2 separate regions of the Mus musculus genome follow, and region 1 is linked to region 2. A link is a contact called in public promoter capture Hi-C data. All regions are on one chromosome and are shown on one strand. Each heading gives the region's core, a stretch centred on a gene start, on an enhancer-like site or on the middle of the called end of the contact. The rest is flanking DNA. Distances are from core to core; before and after follow the strand shown.

Region 1 (4,770 bases), core at 1,740-4,239, 270 kb after region 2:
CAGTGGACAGGAAGGCTTTTATAAAAGTCATCCTCTGTTTTCAGGAAGAATGGGGGGGACTGGGGTGGGGGGAACATTCATCCAGAGCCAATACACTCATTCCTATATAAACCTCAGGCATACAAATAGACATCCTCTGCAGTCTCTCCACACTCCCTGCTTGTGTCTCCACAGAGGACCAGGCTTCAGTCTGAGAGTGAGGGGGAGCGCACAGACCTGCCGCTGGCAGGGCTGGAGAAGGCGAAGGGCTCCCTGTCCTTGTCCTTGCTGTCGTGCTTGTGCTTGTGCTTGTGTTTGTGCTTGTGCTTCTTCTTCTTCTTCTTGTGCTCATGGTGATGGTGGTGATGGTGCTCGCTGTGTCGCGATGACAGAGCCTCCTTAGCAAACATGGAGAGCGGGGCTGCCACCATGGAATGCACACCCATCTCCAAAGGCTGCTCTTTACCTTCGGGATAAAAACACGGAATGAGTTTCTGTCGATGGTAAGGAAGGACAGCTTTCCTCAGAGGAAGCTGATGACAGACTCATGGGTACACAGCAGCTAACAACAGCACTGCCAGCATTGGACAGAAGTCAACTATTTTAGGTCCATCTGGCCTATAAAAAATTGTAATGTGCTAATGTATTAGCAAACCAGCCTTTGAATGTTAATATTTTGTAAGTAATATGATTTAACAATCACTTACTTTGTGCTATATACTAAAATCTATACTGGCCAATGAAAATAGAACTCCTTCAAATACTTCTCTGCCCTGAGAAGAGGGCAGTCTTTATTGGGTCACTTAGAAAAGTATTCAGACACAAATATACTATGTTAGTTATTGATAAAGGTATCTTAGTGAAAATTAAATGTTTCTTTAGTTCCTTAGATGGTTTCTAGGAATAAATAGGTAGAGGTAAACTCTTCTGGAAGACTCAGAGCACACAGTAAAGACCCAGGAAGTGCAGAGGCTGTGAGCGCAAATGTTCCTAAAGACAACAGTAACATCAGTAGAAAAGACAGAAACTGAAACTTGGGAGCCTGTGTTCTCGATCACACTGTCTGGTTAGCCTCTAATATGTACTGTATTATGACTAAAAACTGACTCAATGTCCCAAAGGCATCCTTCAGTTCTAATAACCTGTTGACCAAGGAACTGTAACAGAACGTGCTATTATATGATCTTAATTTCCATCTTAAATGCCTTAAATATGTTCCTCAAGCTAGAAGTATAGAAAACCAGACTCATATCTCACAAAACCTAGCCAGGTAACAGGAAAAAGAAACAATGCTAAAGACAAATGAGCAACTGAGCTCCCAGCTCATGGCCGGTCATGCAGCATCCACTGTTTAGCAACTGCCTACACTAACTAGCTGACTATCTGCACTTGTCAGAGTCTCAGTCCTGAGCTGCACAGGTCTCATCATCAGTCCTAAACACTGGCCGAGGTGCTAGGATTTCAGAAAAGTGAATGCTTATCCTGGAAGTTGTGCTTCTGAGCAGAGGCAAAGACCAAATGGCTGACTCTTTCCCAGAATACCTACAACCACTTTGAAGATGAATTCATCCTTACCTGCAGGCCCCATTGCTCAGAATAGGATACCCTGCCTACACATCTTAAATTTTGCTTGACTTTTATGAGAACACAGGAAGTTAAGTAGCTTTAAGAACCTGGGTAGCAGAATCAATGGTTCCTGTGACAAAGCACTGAGTCCAGTTTGAGTCAGAATATTTATAGGATGAGCCTGAAGCATTCGATACAACAACAAGGAACTCAGTCTTGCCTAACTGACTCAGGAGGCAGCCTTTAAAGATGTTCAAAGATACAACAATTCCAATACTAATCCTGGATAATAAATACTCTGAACTGATCACCATTAAAATATGTGGTCAATAAACTCATTGTTTTTAAAAATTATTAAATACAGAGAGAATTAGGCATTTATCTAGACTTTCCTATATGGCTCATACCAATGAGTAATAGTAAAAGGGAATTTAGCTTTAGAGAAACAATACATCCTATAAATAAAAATGGAAAGATTAATTAGAATAACATTACTTTGTAATCCACAATGAGTTAATGCATCTAGATCCTGACTAACCACAATAGTTAACCTTGCAAAAAGAGTCAACTGGCTACTGGTACTTCCAAATGAAGATACACAGTACCAGCACACCTGCCTCCAATTACGTGTCTAGACGGGACTGTAATACACAAAAGTCACAAGGAACTCAATTGTGTTAACAACTAATAACTACAGATAAAAATGTGACGAACATATATGGCAAAGGGGAGGGAGAGAAGCTATAGACGGGAGTATAAATTTAAAAGGTAACCATCAAAAGGACTGCTGTGGGCTTCCTGTGGGCACTGATGTCACAAATACACTCTCATGGGCAGAGGACCGAGGAGGATGGGCTCGGCTCGTCAAAACCCCTTTAGTGATTTGAAACACCTTCTCTATTTCAGAGATCGAGACACACATAATTCAAAATCCTGTAAGATGTTCATTTGTGTTATGCAAAAGATATTCCCAATTGTTCTGCCCAATGTAAAATCATGTTAAACAAACAAGCTGTAGTCAATATAACAGATCTGAAACAAACAAATGTACTTAATAAAAGCCTAACTTGCAAGCTCAACAGTCCATCTAATAAGAACATGTAAGAAACACTGAACAATCTGTTAATTTTATTGACTTCATTTATATTAGGTATACGTTCATATTCAATACAAAGTCTATAGTTTGTTAGAAAAGACATGAATTCTGCTCTTTGGTTCTTTAGATTAAATAGAAAAATAAGATGTTGAAATACATCATTGTAATCTAAAGATTAAAAAAAAAAAAAGTCTGTTTTTCATCTTGAGTTCCAAAAAAAGATCTCTAGGGAAAGCATACAAGCTTTGAAAAACAAATTGTTTTAATTTCAAAGTAAGATTTCAAGAACTAGAGTTGTATTTTCTGAATTATGCAAGAAGGCATTACATAACCCAGCAGCCTGAGCAAGGCAGCTGCAAGACTCCCCTCTTCCCCCCAGAAATCACTAGGGAGTTTCATCTGCTCCACCATCACCCCCTAGCCCTCTGTTTCTCATTCTTGCCATCACTAAATAAACCCAGGAGACAGTCCTGATGCCTGCAACCTTGCAGTGGAAGAAAGGGGGCTCAGTGCTGGGAGGGAGATCTATGATGCTCAAACCTGTCTCTCTCAGAACCACTGGGCCCTTCCTGCCTATTCTCTTCCTTCCTTCGGGACAGGGGCAGGGAAAGGGAGTGGGTGAAGGGACCATTTTCACACCTCTCCTTGGTTATCCCACAGCCTGCCCTACCACCTGCACAAAATCATACGCATTTAACACATCTTTTTTACCCTCATACACAAGAAGAGGGAGAATGCAGGGGGTGGGGGGGCCCGCTGCAGGCCTCGGGGTGTGTGTGTGTGTGTGTGTGTGTACCTGGAGCTGTGTGTGTTTCAAATGTGCACGTGTGTGTGTGTGGTGTGTGTGTGTGTGTGTAGGAGGCGTTAAAAGTACATCATCACTGTCCTCTACTAACAAAATAAGCCTCTCTCCTTCAGCTCCCTTAGAGCGGCATCGTTTGTTTCTATCTCTCCTAGATGAGGTTTGTAACACATTTCTGTTCTTGAATATCATCTGGGTCCTTGGCTCTAAGTCATTAAGACATATGAGATGTCGCTTCACTTTGTGAGCAGAGGAAGCAAGGGACCCACACTCAACAGCTCGGAACCCGAGGAAACAGCACACGAGTAGAGCAACCCTGCTGAAGGAGTTTCACTTAAGCACTTCGAAAAGAGCTGCAAGTCTACTAGATTTTATATGCCATCTCTCCGTTTGGAGTCAACTAGAGCAAACATTTCCATACGTTTTAGCGAGCATGAATGAAAGAGACCTCAGCTGGACATGTCCCCCCAAAGCCCACGTGTGCTCCTTCCTCTCGAGTTTGCAAATGGAAGGGAGGCCACAGCTTCCCTTACCACTCTTCTCTTTCTCTCAGGACCCTAACTCAGCCACAGACCAATCTCACTCCCACACATGGCCACCTCTAACTTACTTGATCCCAAAAGGTGATTTGTGAGTGATGCTCCTACAGGAATACTGTCACACCAGTTAGGAGTGAAACTTTACTCCCTGGGCCCAGCAGAATGGCTCAGCAGTTGATGATGCTTACCACCAAGGCTGAAACTGCCCTCTCCATGTGCACTGTGACATACGTGCACACACATTCATGCAAATAAATAAAAGTCCAAATGAGAAAGGAAGGTACTTCTATTGCTTATTTGTAGTCTATCAAAGAGCTTTTCTTATGTTTCACACAGTTACCTTTTTTCCAGTGTATCAATGTGTTAGGGAAAAGCTATATTTGAAATTCAAAATGCACACACACGTGCGCGCACACGCACACACGCACACACACACACGAAGGAGTAAGGAGGGAAAGGGCAAAAAGAGAGGTGAGAGAAGTGAGGAAGGAGAAAATGGGAGAAGGAGCCAAAGAATTAATCCCCCAAGCCCTTCACTCATGGAAATACAAGGCCAAGTCCCAGCTGGATTCCTTCTGAAACATATTGTGTGAATCTACTACAATAAAGGTACACACACACCTCACAAAAAGCTTTTGGCAGACAATGATCTGTGTTCTTAACACTGAAGTATTCTGAGCTGTTGCTTTTGGCTGAAGTCTACTTATTAATCACAGTTGGTCCCTGAGCTCCTTCCTCACATGGATAAGCATTACTCTTCTGTATCAAAGCAAGATCCAGCCACGGAG
Region 2 (5,044 bases), core at 730-3,229:
ACACCTTTCTTCCCTTCCTCACCCTTTCCCAGACTGAAGCCCAAACTCAGTGCTGTGCCCAATTCCTTTGCCCAAAGTTAGCTTCCATTTAATCAGGCACTAAAATTCAACATCCCAAGAGCCACCCTGGAGAGGGTCAAGAATCAGCGATTTTGGGAGACGTGCGCTCTCATTGTCTCGGATGTGCAGCTGGATGGAAGCATGGCAGAGCCAGGTGATACATGAGCCCCACTAACCTGATGGACGCCTCCAATCAGATGTGCAAATTAGCTCCCCTACCTCTGCCTAAACTTTGCATGCTTCTCATCCAGAGTGTGCCAAACAAAAGCAGAATTGTCACCATTGTGGGAATGCATCTGAGCAGTTCTGAGCTCTAAAAGAATAGCCATAAAGGAGGTAGAAGTGACTGTGCCATCTTGGAGTATTAGAGGGACAGCCCGGGCTCCCTATGCACTCTGCCATTGGTTTCCCTCCTGCTGAAGGTCAGTAATGCAAGGGCAATTTGTTTCTTTGTAAAGTCTAGAGCTATACAAGCCTGTATAATCTTGCTCACCAAGTGTTTTGTTTGTTTGGTTGGTTGGTTGGTTGGTTGGTTGGTTGGTTGATTTGGTTTGGTTTGGTGATTTGAAGTAGCTATCCTCAAGAGGGCTGCGTGCGCATAGTCCCTCCCCACCAAGGGGCATAATACTGAAGTCAAGGCGAAAACATGTTTTAAATCTGTTGGTCACTTTTTTGGTTTTGTTTTGTTTTGTTTTGTTTTGTTTTGTTTTTTTAAGACAGGGTTTCTCTGTATAGCCCTGGCTGTCCTGGAACTCACTTTGTAGACCAGGCTAGCCTCGAACTCAGAAATCCATGTGTCTCTGCCTCCCAAGTGCTGTGATTAAAGGTGTGCGCCACTGCCTGCTGGTCATTTTTGAAGGGGTCAAACTTGCTCTCTATTTCTTCTGACAGAAGGGAAGCATACCTCAGCACATCACCTTTTTCTTTTGCAAATGAATGCCAGCTGGAGAGTCAAGTCAAGCAGGAAGCATCCTCTCTCAGGCTCCTGCTCCATTCATGGGGCACTGAGTGCAAGCCAGTGAGGCAGTTAGAAGCAGTTTTACATCTGATGTCATATGGCAGATGCTTCAAGACTTTTCCTCTACTAGAAAACGTCTCCCTGCTCCCGTTTTTATTTGTGTTCCATTGTTTCATGTTTATTTCTACTGAGCATGTAGAACTTGGGTTTTAAGACTTTGCAAATCTTGGCGTGATTACAATCAGAAGAATTTGGCCATTTGGCCAATAGCAGCCCCCAACTCTGATGAAGTGACTCTTTTCTGTTATTTCATTTCCCTCGTGTGTGTGTGTGTGTGTGTGTGTGTGTGTGTGTGTGTCGTGTCGTGTCCTTTCCTCCTACCCACCCCCTCAAAATATTTCAAAGAGTCCCCCAATAAAGGGTGACAAACTTGCATGTGCTTCCCTTATGACTAAACTTCTGGGCCTCTGGCCAATCCCTGCCCAGCTCATATGGCTCCAAACTTTAAGCATCCCGATCAAGAGCTCCACATTTGTAGCTCTGGTTGGAACTGTGAGGGCGGAGGGTGCTAGGAAGTAGCGGTGTCAGGGGGAAGGTGAAGCAACCACCCAGAGGAAGAGGGTGTTTCCTTCTCACGAGCTGTAGCTGGCTCGGGGTCTTGGCCTCCGGGCTCCACCCAGTCCCTCCCTGTGCTCAGGGAAAAGCCAGTCCACTCACTCACACACACACACACACACACACACACACACACACACACACACACACACAGAGGCATACTCAGGCCGGGCGCCACGCCCTAAGGAGAGCTGCCTTGGGGCCCATCACCAAGGCAACCGCGGAGCTCCTTCTATTTCCCCACCCAGCTGATTCCCCCCACCCCACCCCCTCCTCCCAGTGCAGCCAACCGGTTTTGCGTCCCTGGAGCGCACTATAAAACCTGCACGGGTGGCGCTCGCCGCTCAGCCAGACCTGGGTGAAGGGGCAGTCCCATCTCCAGCCTGTAACAGCCCTAGCAGGCAGAACATGAGCCTCTTCCTGCGAAAGCGATGCCTCTGCCTAGGCTTCCTGCTCTTCCATCTCTTAAGTCAAGTAAGTGGCGCACGCTTAAGATGCCCCCGATTACTTGGACCTCCTGGACTGCCTCTGGTCCGTCCCGGGCTCACCCTGCCTTGGTTCGCCCCTGATAACCTGAGTTCGTTTTCTTGTCTCGTCGATCTTCCTAGGTCTCTGCATCTCTGCGCTGCCCTTCTCGGTGCCCACCCAAGTGCCCCAGTATATCACCGACCTGCGCCCCCGGGGTGCGCTCGGTGCTGGACGGCTGCTCCTGCTGTCCGGTGTGCGCCCGCCAGCGCGGGGAGAGTTGTTCTGAGATGAGACCCTGTGACCAGAGCAGTGGTCTCTACTGTGACCGCAGCGCAGACCCCAACAACCAGACTGGCATTTGCATGGGTAATCCTACCTCCATTCCCACCCTGCTGTCCCCTTCTTGGCCTGACCTCTCCTCTGGCAGCTAGGTGAAACTTGGCCCTCTTTTTTTACTTTCCCAGAGAACTAAGCAAAAACATTTGTAGCAATAGTGCAGTACAGTAATTGACATGTGTGGAGAGCTTTCAATGTACCGGGTATCAGGCTGAGAGGAAACATGCACCGTGCAGGTAGGTCACTTGCCGCCTAGAGAAGGGATGAAAACAGAGTTAAGGGCCAGAGTTTGGCCAGCTCCAGGGGAACACTTGGGGTGATGGAAGTATGAGCTTACCCCCAGGTCTATAGTCCCCCTCTGCCTCCACCCCCCACCCGCAGCAGCCCAGAGAGTTTGCTTTCACACCTGTAATTGTCCTAATTGGAGCCAAAGCAACTCCTTCTCCTGGGAGGACTATGACACTCCAATCTGAGCTACAGTAAAATAAAATGCAGGCAACTCACCAACCGAGACTTATGGGAAGTAATCAATGGGAGATCAATTTCCCATCAGGTACTGTAATTAGGGTCATACCTACCACCCTTGGTAAGAGTCTGAAGCGCTCTCTGTCTCTCTCTCTCTCTCTGTCTCTCTCTCTGTCTCTCTCTCTCTCTGTCTCTCTCTCTGTCTCTCTCTCTCTCTCTGTCTCTCTCTGTCTCTCTCTGTCTCTCTCTCTGTCTCTCTCTGTCTCTCTCTCTCTCTCTCTGTCTCTCTCTCTCTGTCTCTCTCTCTCTGTCTCTCTCTCTCTCTCTCTCTCTCTCTCTCTCTCTCTCTCTCTCTCTCTCCCTCCCTCCCTTTCAGCTAGTGGTGACATACTGTGCTTCAATATCAAGAAAACTTAATGCCTTTCCCAATCTGACCAGTGAACCTATTTGGTTGTAAATCCTAAACTACTACAGAAGATGACTCTTTGGAGACCATCTCTTCTTTAGAGAATAGGGTCTCTGGAGCATGACTTCAGCATCTATTCTGGTCTTTGTTCTGTGTTTCTGTCTTAGAAATGAAATCATTTCGGGGTAGGTACTTTTGAAAGGAAGTAGAGATGTGTCAGAAGCCATCAATTAACCAGAATATGTGTATTGCCATGTGCAGAGTCTGCAGTATTTACAGTCCTCTTTGCTCACTCATGAGAACTAGGTGAAGAAAGGAGGACCAGGTGGGATTGGTGCCTTCTCCTCCTTCTGGAAGCAACCGCAAGGACTTATCTCTCTTTAAGACATATACTAAGCCAGTCATCTGCACTAGAAAATGAAGAACTTCTGACCATGTCCTACCATTTTACACAGCTTCCAGTTGAATTACACGTTTCTCTCTTTCTCTCCTCTTCCCTTTGCCTTCCTGCCTGAATATTCTAGTTCCAGAGGGAGACAACTGTGTGTTCGATGGGGTCATTTACCGCAACGGAGAGAAGTTTGAGCCGAACTGTCAGTACTTCTGCACCTGCAGAGATGGGCAGATTGGCTGTCTGCCCCGCTGCCAGCTAGACGTGCTACTGCCGGGTCCTGACTGCCCAGCTCCGAGAAAAGTCGCAGTGCCAGGGGAGTGCTGCGAAAAGTGGACCTGTGGCTCAGACGAGCAGGGGACGCAGGGGACGCTGGGAGGCTTGGCCCTTCCAGGTGAGAAACCCAGCAGACGTGGGACAGTTAAGGGGAAATCTAGTCACAATGCAGGTGTGACTCTGGGATTTAAGATGAGGCGCTGCTTTCCATCCCATTGTGAACTACAGATCGCCCAAACAAGATCAAACGCATCATTTATTTAACTCTGAGCTAGATTACTGAAATATGCGCACAGCCTCTGTTTTAAAGGGGCCCAATAGAGACAGCCACAGTGTTTCATTTTTGCCTTCTGAGAGAGAGAGAGAGAGAGAGAGGAAGGAAGGAAGGAAGGAAGGAAGGAAGGAAGGAAGGAGGAAGGAAAGAAAGAAAGAAAAAAAGAAAGAGAGAGAGAGAGAGAGAGAGAGAGAGGAAGAAAGAAAGAAAGAAAGAAGGAAAGAAAGAAAGAAAGAAAGAGAGAAAGAAAGAAAGAAAGAAAGAAAGAAAGAAAGAAAGAAAGAAAGAAAGAAGAAATCTCTTTTCTGTGATAGTTTTTTGTTGTTGTTCTTAATTTGGCTGGCTCTGCTTGCTCATCAGAATTAAAATGTGACATTGGGGAAATGCCTCAGTTGGTAAAGTAATATGGTGCAGGTGTGAGAACCTCAGTTGGACCCTCAGTATTCTTAAAAAACAAAAACAAAAACCCTGCCTGGGGTCACTAGCCAAACTAATCAAGTAGCCCCAGATTTCAGTGACTATGCTTGTGAAGAACAACACTGAAGGTAGATTTGTGGCCTCTGTACACATGTGCATGCACACCTTCAAACACATGGGCATACACACACACACACACACACACACACACCCCTGAACAAATATACAAAAATTAAACTGTTAACATGAACTTCTTGTGTACCAAATCATGTATTGAAAATTCAGCGTATGATGGTATATGTTCTTAAGTACATATAATTACTAAGTTTCTTAGGGCAACTTGTCCTAAGCTTCTTGGGGTTCGGTGAATAAAGATTT

What was found. Promoter capture Hi-C pulls out the DNA fragments that hold promoters and counts their contacts.
Region 1: a contact with region 2 is called in a promoter capture Hi-C map of cranial neural crest. The contact joins the enhancer-like site here to the promoter of Ccn3 in region 2. A contact is called at or near these places in 3 of 39 promoter capture datasets (the 3T3-L1 cell line, cranial neural crest and embryonic stem cells).

Annotation. Positions count from the first base shown.
Region 1 is chr15:55,016,157-55,020,926 of GRCm38.p6, forward strand. It overlaps Taf2 (TATA-box binding protein associated factor 2), which reads right to left. Exons shown (of 26, transcript NM_001081288.1): 26 at 1-445. The coding sequence ends at 186. Among named protein-coding and RNA genes, the nearest start is that of Gm2491, 32 kb to the left of the region's middle. Within about 2 kb of position 2,990, at least 19 of the 459 cell types and tissues checked have an H3K27ac peak or open chromatin away from gene starts, as enhancers often do.
Region 2 is chr15:54,743,931-54,748,974 of GRCm38.p6, forward strand. It overlaps Ccn3 (cellular communication network factor 3), which reads left to right and starts at 1,980. Exons shown (of 5, transcript NM_010930.5): 1 at 1,980-2,107; 2 at 2,242-2,467; 3 at 3,833-4,093. The coding sequence starts at 2,042.